Regions from separate parts of the Phocoena phocoena genome. Here region 2 is linked to region 1. The links are chromatin contacts, called in public Hi-C maps. All regions are on one chromosome and are shown on one strand. Each heading gives the region's core, a stretch centred on a gene start, on an enhancer-like site or on the middle of the called end of the contact. The rest is flanking DNA. Distances are from core to core; before and after follow the strand shown.

Region 1 (4,095 bases), core at 1,060-3,559:
CTAACTAGATCCCCTCTACCTCCCTTCATGTTCTCTGCTCCAACCAGGCAAACCTATTTTTGACCCATGACACACCTCAACGCTTCCCCTAATACGTGCTCCTTCCCTCTTCCCCAACACACACAGCACTGGCTGGCTGTTTGGCTGGCTCCAAACACCCTTTCCTCTCCGTATTCCTTGGCCTCCTAGACAAATGCAATCCCTTGCTTCTGGTGGTGTCCTCACGTGGGCGGTCTTACTTGCCCTCTGTTCGTATGTACAAGAATCCTCTTCTTCCTGGTTAAGGCATCACAGCACCCACTCTGGTTCTCTGCTTCTTGCTGGTACTTAATAAATATTGGCTGGCATTTCTCAGAATGTCAACATCAGCTCCAATGATACATGAAAAATATGTGAAATCCCATACCAACTGCCATTTCAAGTACATATGTAACCATGAGCACAGTTTTGACAAAACTTTGACTTTTTCATAGCTAGTGCCAATTTACCTACAGTACTGAGACTGAACCAAGTCCGATTTCCAAAGACAGCTACCGAAATAATTCAGCTATTGGGACCTTACAAACACAGCACACTTTAAAAAAAAATTAATCAAAAAAGTTCTGCTCACTATAAAAATTAAGAAAAAAAAGGTCAAGCTTTGACCAAGTTTTTTAAATTCTGTAAACCTTGGCAGAAAGAAAAGGATACAAATATGGCTCAATACTTTAACTGTTGCATCATACACCATTCCACATGGTCATGAAGAGACTGGAGGGCTGGGTCATGTAAGGACAGTTTCCTCTCCAACCTTGTAATGTGTTAGGTTTTAATCAACAAAGTACACACTCACACACCCTCAATAAAAATGAGACAAATCTAGGATAATCAAATATATAAATAAACCATGCCGATTTAAGATTCTGGATTGCTTTTTCCCCAGCTCTATGGATTACCTAATCATTTCATGGGAGGCTCCCTTACTAACCTATAGAGACCAACAACTTCGCCGGAACCCTAGTTTACCTAATTTTCATCTCAGGATCTTTCCTATCTTGTTCTCGTATTTTAACAGGGTTTTAGTCACTCGATGTAGAATACAGGAAAAGAGACAACTCTCACCATGTCCTCGCTGATGGGAGGTGTCTGGTCAGTATTAATGGGCTGTAAAAATAAATGCTGCCTGAAGACCCCATTTACTGGGAATGGTGCAGGGTTCTTCCCACAGGTCTGTACCATGCAGAGGCCCCAGCAGCTCTGGCAGGGAAGGTCTGAATCACTGTCATTCTTGGCACTTGGAAGCGCCCTTCGGTTGTTTATGAAGTAAACAGCCCTAACCAGTACTGCAGACGGGAATTCCCTGCCTGCCCAGACTCTTCCAACGTCTGGCACAGAACACATAATAGGTGCTCAATAAATGCAGCCTGTCTAGAATTTTATTATCAAAGCTGCTAAGGAAAGTTTCCATAAGTCAGCTCTCTCTTTACTCCTGAATCTCTCAAAATACGTCCTCAAAGCTTTCCTTGCCCAACACGAAATATTTTTTTCAAAGTCAAGGAGAAGGAAAGGAGGAAATCTGCAAAACAGAAAGAGCCACATAGGAGTCCAAGTGGCTCAAGTTGGGCCCCACAGTCGGCTAAGGACTCCCCGATACCCATTCCCCATCCCCTGCGCCTCCTGAGTGCTCCCACACTCTCACCTTTGCACTATTTCTTTTCTGGAACCTTACGTCCCCACCTTCTGCCACATACACCCCCAACTGCGTATCCAAATGGGGCCGCATACCCCTCCTCTCCCTCTCCAGCAGGAACCTACCTCTCCTCCCCTCGACCTGCGGCAGCTCTTCTTTACCGTGGCTGGCTTTGTAAGAAACCAAAAAAACTCATCTCTTTATCCATAAGGGATACCCCAAATGAAGGGGGAGAGAAAGAGGAAGGCCCCTATCAACCCTCCAGTAAGCGGAGGTGATGATTTCCTGAGCAACCACTCCCCAAGCCTCCTCCTTTCCAAGCCACTGAACGGGATTTGAGCAGAAGTCCGGCTCCCAAGTGCCCACGCTTCCAAACAAGCTAGAAGCGGATTATACCGGTACCCAACCCGGAGATGGCCCGGGGCGGGCTGGGTGCACCTGCGGGCCCCCGGCTCCCTCCCTCTCGCGCTGAGGGCGGGGCGAGCCCTCACTTCCCAGCCCAGCCCACCCGGCGCGGGAAGGAGGCGGAGGGGAAGCGTTTCTGGAGAAGTTGAAGGGCTCACCTTCTGGGCAGTGGGCCAGCGAGGCCAGACACCAAACACCCACCTCCGGGAAGAATCAGTGGAGCCGTAACCGGGTCTCCCCGCCCTTCCGATGGGGCGGAGGGAGGCGAGAGAAGGGAGCGCGCGTGGGGGGAGCCGAAGGGAGGCGGTCGCAGGCACTGTGCTCTCGCGGGGCCCACTCGGCTACCGCGGCGCCCGCCGCTCAAACTGCCGAAAGCAGAACGATCTTCGGGCCCCAGCGGGCCGAGGCGGGCGCCCGGCCCGGCCCCGCCCGCCTCCCCCGTCCCCGGGCTCCTGGCCCCCCGGCAGCGAGGTCCCAGCCGCAGCCTCCTCTCGGGCCGCGGCGCCGCGGGGCAGGTCGCCGGCGCCGGGGTGGCGCGCGTCGGCTCCGGCACTGCTCCCACCGGCGCAGCCCCCAGCCCCTGCCCCGGAGAGGCGCGCACCAACCTTGGGGGGCAGCTTGGCCGCCTAGCCCGGCTTAGGCGGAGGCGGGAGGTGGCGGCATCACCTGCGGCGTGCGGTGGCTGCTCCCGGACGTGCCGGGGCGGCGGAGGCGCGCGGCGCCCAGGACCCTGCTTTCGCGGCCCCGCCCGCGGCTGCCACCTCGAAGCGCGGCGGAGGAGCCGGGGCACCACGGGCGGCGGCAGCGGCGGCGACGAGAGCAGCAGCACATGACTCTGTAGCGGGGGGAATTAAACAAAGCGTAACATGGACTCCGGGCCCGTGCAGGCGCTGCAGCTCCGGGACCAACCGCAGCCAGCGAGCGCCGCGACTGGCTCGGCCGCAGCCAATGGGGCGGGCTCGGGCCTCCATGTGATGGCGAGCTCTCTCCCCCGCCGGCTCTCCCGCGTCTGCCGGAGGTCGGGGCGCTTCCGCCGCCGGGCGTGCTGTCCGGAGGGGCGGCGTGGCGAGTTCGGTGGCCCGGGGTCTGACGCTGGCGGCGGGAGGCTGCTGGACTGGGCGCAGGTGCAGCCGGCGGGGAGGGGCAGCCGCCGTAGCTCGCAGTCGCCCCATCGCTCAGCTGTGAAACGCCCCCCTGGACAGGGCGCGGGGCCCGGCGGCCAGTGTCGCCAGGCGGGCGCGAGGCCACCTCGGGAACCTTCATCCCCCCGGGGCTATCCTGTCAACTCAAGCTCTGATAGTAAGACGGGGGTGGGGTGGGGGATGCGGTGAAATGGTGGGGGGAAATTTGAGTAAAAGTCGTTTCGGCGGCTTCCAACCCTACGGAGAACGCGCTTTCCTAGGATTTGGGGCACACACAACTTTATCTTGGCACGAATAGCGTCCCACCCTCATTTGTTCAGTGTCTGCTATTAAACATACAACGAGAGAGTCAGTTCTTGTTTTATTGAGTCTACTCTCCCCCCCCCCCCATTCTTTTATGCCAGAAATGTCTTGTATCTGAAGCAGGCAGACGAAAGGTGGTCCTCCGCTAAGAAGTGTTTCCCAGCATGATAGTTTTCCCTCCTGTTTTTGTGGTAAGATCAAAGAATATTTGCAGTCTTTTTCGTGGGTGGGGAAACGTAGGGGTCAAGAAATAACGTCAGGAGGGATGTTTGGAGTTGTTGGTTTTTAACATGACAAATGGTTCCAGCCCAGTACTTCAATATCTCCTTTCATCTGAATCCACCCGTTTCTGTGAACAATGGGAAATCGCATCTCTCTTCTCCCAAGATCTCTCCATGTCAGTGAATGTTCAGTCAGCATTTACTAAGCATCTAAATGCTGCTCATAAGCATGCTGCACAAAATGTTACAGGTACTCAGGAAAGTGTGAGTTCAGATTTAATGAGGCAGTAAAGAGAGTGGTTTTCTAGGGTTTCAGGAAAGACTTCAGAGAGAAGGGGGTAGAACTGACCCTTGG
Region 2 (3,961 bases), core at 785-3,284, 170 kb before region 1:
ACACTATTTTTAAAATGCCATTAATGCAATTATCTGCAAAATAGGGTGTAAATAATTATAAATATTTCATATGGGAAAATACATATCCCTTTCTTTTCACTATCTCCCCAAATGGTAAGTTTATCATCCAAATCATGGTAATGTAAAAATTAGTTTATAAAACCTAATATATAATAATATCCAAAAAAGGGGATCCAGTACTGATTTATATGGAGTAACAAAAAGGAAGGCAAATATGTATCAAATAATGCAAAAAGCAGGGACATCTGAGAATTGATTCTATGTAATATATAATTTTTTCCAAGTTAATATTTCTTTTAGCACTTAATTTGCTCTCTAAAGATTTCAAGATCTTATCTGAGAAATGTATATACATATATGTATATATATGTGGTGCTATATCTACCCAGGATGTGGTATCATCACCAAAAAATCATATTGATAATTTCTCTGTCAAAACGAATTCGGCAATTGTTAAATCCTTTAGTTAATTTTACTAATAAATACTGAAAAGAATTTAACAGAGCGGTCATTTGGATACAAGAGAATCCAACTACACTACACAGGATTAGTCAAAGTCCAACTAAAACAAAAAAAAACACCAGAGTGTGCTACTGTTAATACCTAAACTTCCTGTTTCAAAGTAACTTAAAACTATCCACAAAAAGGTTATTCCAATCCCCTTTCATATACTTAGATTTGATATCTTTAACTCTTTGTGGCATGAAATCAAAATCAAAGATCAAAAGATCATTTAGTCGGACTCACAGCACATTCAAAGATAATTCTGGGGGTTGGGTTAGAGGCTTAGAACTAGGTAGTGAACTGATTTTATTTAGAAATGCCTGGCTACTCAGGACTAAATTCAGTTTATTCACACCCCTTCTCATGTCTCCCTAAAGCTGTCATTACGTGCTCATTTTACCTTGACACCCGTTCCTATAAAGCTGGCCAAGATTTGAAGACAAGTTGAAAACCAAATTAATTTTACTTCGTGAGCCTATGAAAATGCTTTAAAGAACTGGCCTGAGAGACGACTGAAAGGTACTGCTAAAATACGGTTTATTTAAACAGCAAGTCCAACACAGGCGGTTGTGCACAGGTCTGAATTTGAAGGGCATGTGATACTGTGCCAGAATTCTGACTAATTTAAGTCCCATCCATACACCGTCCAGAGAAAAATGCTTTGGTTCACAGACATATTTCAAATTATGGATTAAGGCCCGGGCAATGTTTGTTGGTGGATAAATATCCCAGTTTGCTAACCAGAAATACCTTACTTTCCATTCTGGATAGAGATCTACTTATACTTATCACTTACAGATGCCCTTTAAACTCATCTTAAACTAAGACAACCAGGCACACGACCGTGAACAAGCCTCTGAAAATCCTATCTGGCGAGAAGTAACCTGGGTTTGGGGATTGACTAAAAGGACGATCTGGGTCGCTGCCCACGTCGCGAGTGCGAGCCGCGGCAAGGGAGGCCCGCTCGCCGCTTAGCCCGAGACCGGGAAGTTGGAAGCGTCCGGGCAATTTCCACGCAGCGGGGCGGGGACCAGTCTGGGGCCGAGTCCGGAGGCCGCGGCGCTTTAGGCGCGTCCTTACCCACACCGAGGCCGGCGCGGAACTCCAGGGTCGCGGGCCACAGCGGGCGCCGGGCCGGAAGATCGGGCGCGCGGGTCCCCACAGAGGCCGACTCCGGGCACCGGGCCCGCGGCGAGCGGGCGGCCTCCGGGCCCACAGAACAAAGCCCACACGGCCATCTTGAGACGGTAAACAGACCCCCGGGGCAGGCCACCCCGCCTCCCGCCGCCGCGGCGACGAGCCAGAGGCCGCGCTTACCGTCCTCGAAGTCCATGGCGGAGGCTCGGGGCCGACGGCCTCGGCGGCGCTGGGCTGAGCTGTGGCGGAAGGCGAGCGCCCGTGACCCGCGGTTTCACACAGCCAGTAAACGCGACCAAGAGCGGCGCTACCGGCCCGGGAGCCGCAGGCCACAGCGAGGCTGGGAGGCGGGGCCGGCCGTCGCTGCCGGCCGTCGCAGCGCGGCCTGCGATTGGCTGGCGCGGGCTGGTGGGCGGGCCCTGGAGTGGGGGCGGGAAGCAGGTCTGCTGTCACGCTCCCAGGTGCTGACCCTCTAGGAGCGGACGAGGGGTAAGGAAGGTGGAAAAAAAAGGAGCCCCACAGACTGGCCGGGGTCGTGGGAAAGAGAGCTGGGTGTTCTGGAAGGTCTGGCTGCGGCCCGCCATGTTTGATTCTGGCAAGAGCGAAAGGATCTGGTTGGAATACCTTCCTCCAGCCCGAACTAATATATTATACCACGTGCCGACATTTTGCTTTTTATTGGTTGGTGGTGACTGATCGGAAAATGTTAAAATCCTTATGGAGTTTCTGTCGTGGAGACGCAGAAGTCCAGGACGTTTTTAGAACTCTGTGAGCAGAGGAGAACAGATTGCTAAATAGGAAACAATTATGAGTATGATCCAAGACAGGCCATGATCAAGTTCTGAGTTTCAAGGTGCAAAATAAAAGTAAAAGTTAACAGACAGGGAAGATTTGTGGCAGGAGTCATCCAGAACTGGAAGAACAACAACGGGCAAACACACATACTTATTAACATTGTATTATTGTCACTTTGGAAATAGTGTTGGGGACAGTGGGCAAAGTCATTCACTCACCCACAAGGCAATGTGGAAAAAGACGACTGTTAGATCATTCTAACCCTGGAGCAGCTTGAACTCCAGGTTAGAAAACATTTTTTTCATAGCGCAAATGGTGTTAACAATGAGTTGATCACAGGATAGGAAATCATGAATCAAGCCCTTTGCCCTTCTTTGGGGTCCAAGCAATTGCGGGAACCAAGTTCCGAGAAAGCAGCCCCTAGAAACAGGACTGAAGGAAAAACTCACAGGTATACTATGTTGCATTACTGTAGCCCCAAATCTGGGCAGGGCACTGTTTCTTCCTCATCACTTTCCTTCTCCACCCTGATTGATTCACCCAGTTCTCCACCCTTTTATTGTTTTCTTCTTTTTTTTTTTTCCTCCTATACATGTTTTCTATTCACCGGAGTAGAACATGTTGAAAACTGAACTCATGATTTCCTTCCTCAAACCTGTTCATCCTCCTTTATTCTTTCATCTGTGTTAGTGGCGTCATGAGCAACCACCCACTACTAATCCCAGCCAGAAGCCTGCGACTCATCCAGGCTACTCCCCTTCTCCCATCCTCAATCCGTACTGAAGTCTCTCATCTGCTTACTACCTCCTAAAATGTCTTAAATTTGCCCCCTGCTCTCCAACTCACTGCACTACCTGAGTTAGACTCTCATTATCTCTCTCCCAAACTATTGCCATAGCTTCCTAAGTAATTTCTCTGCCTTTCCACCTTGACCTTCTCAGGCTCCTCAGGGCCACGGTGATCTAAAGGCAAATCTGAACATATCATGCGTCTCTATCATGGATTAGGTGAAGGCAAAGCTCCTTAACATAGAGCACATCCAGCAGGATCTAGCCACTGCCTGACCTGCCATCTTCCTACATTTCTCCCTCCTCCTCTCTCTCTCCCCTACTCTTTCCGTTTTGATTGGCAATTTTAAGCTACTTGCAGTTCCCAAAACACCCCAATGCTTTTTTTTTTTGCGGTACGCGGGCCTCTCACTGTTGTGACCTCTTCCGTTGCGGAGCACAGGCTCCGGACGCGCAGGCTCAGCGGCCATGGCTCACGGGCCCAGCCGCTCCGCGGCATGTGGGATCTTCCCGGACCGGGGCACGAACCGGTGTCTCCTGCATCGGCAGGCGGACTCTCAACCACTGCGCCACCAGGGAAACCCCCAATGCTTTTTCATGTCACTGAACTTTTGCTTAGGTTTTGCTCTCTGTTTGGAACACTCCCTGGTTAACCCTCTCATCCTCAAAACACAGTTCAGAATTTATTTCCTTTAAAAAAACGCTCCCACATCCCA

The links. A called contact is a pair of places that touch in the nucleus more often than the background predicts.
Region 2: a contact with region 1 is called in a Hi-C map of lung, with 10 times the contacts expected there. The contact joins the promoter of ZNF326 here to the promoter of LRRC8D in region 1. A contact is called at or near these places in 2 of 2 Hi-C or Micro-C datasets (kidney and lung).

Annotation. Positions count from the first base shown.
Region 1 is chr1:79,312,904-79,316,998 of mPhoPho1.1, reverse strand. It overlaps LRRC8D (leucine rich repeat containing 8 VRAC subunit D), which reads right to left and starts at 2,309. Exons shown (of 2, transcript XM_065884574.1): 1 at 2,233-2,309.
Region 2 is chr1:79,484,044-79,488,004 of mPhoPho1.1, reverse strand. It overlaps ZNF326 (zinc finger protein 326), which reads right to left and starts at 2,034. Exons shown (of 14, transcript XM_065885349.1): 1 at 1,843-2,034. The coding sequence starts at 1,858.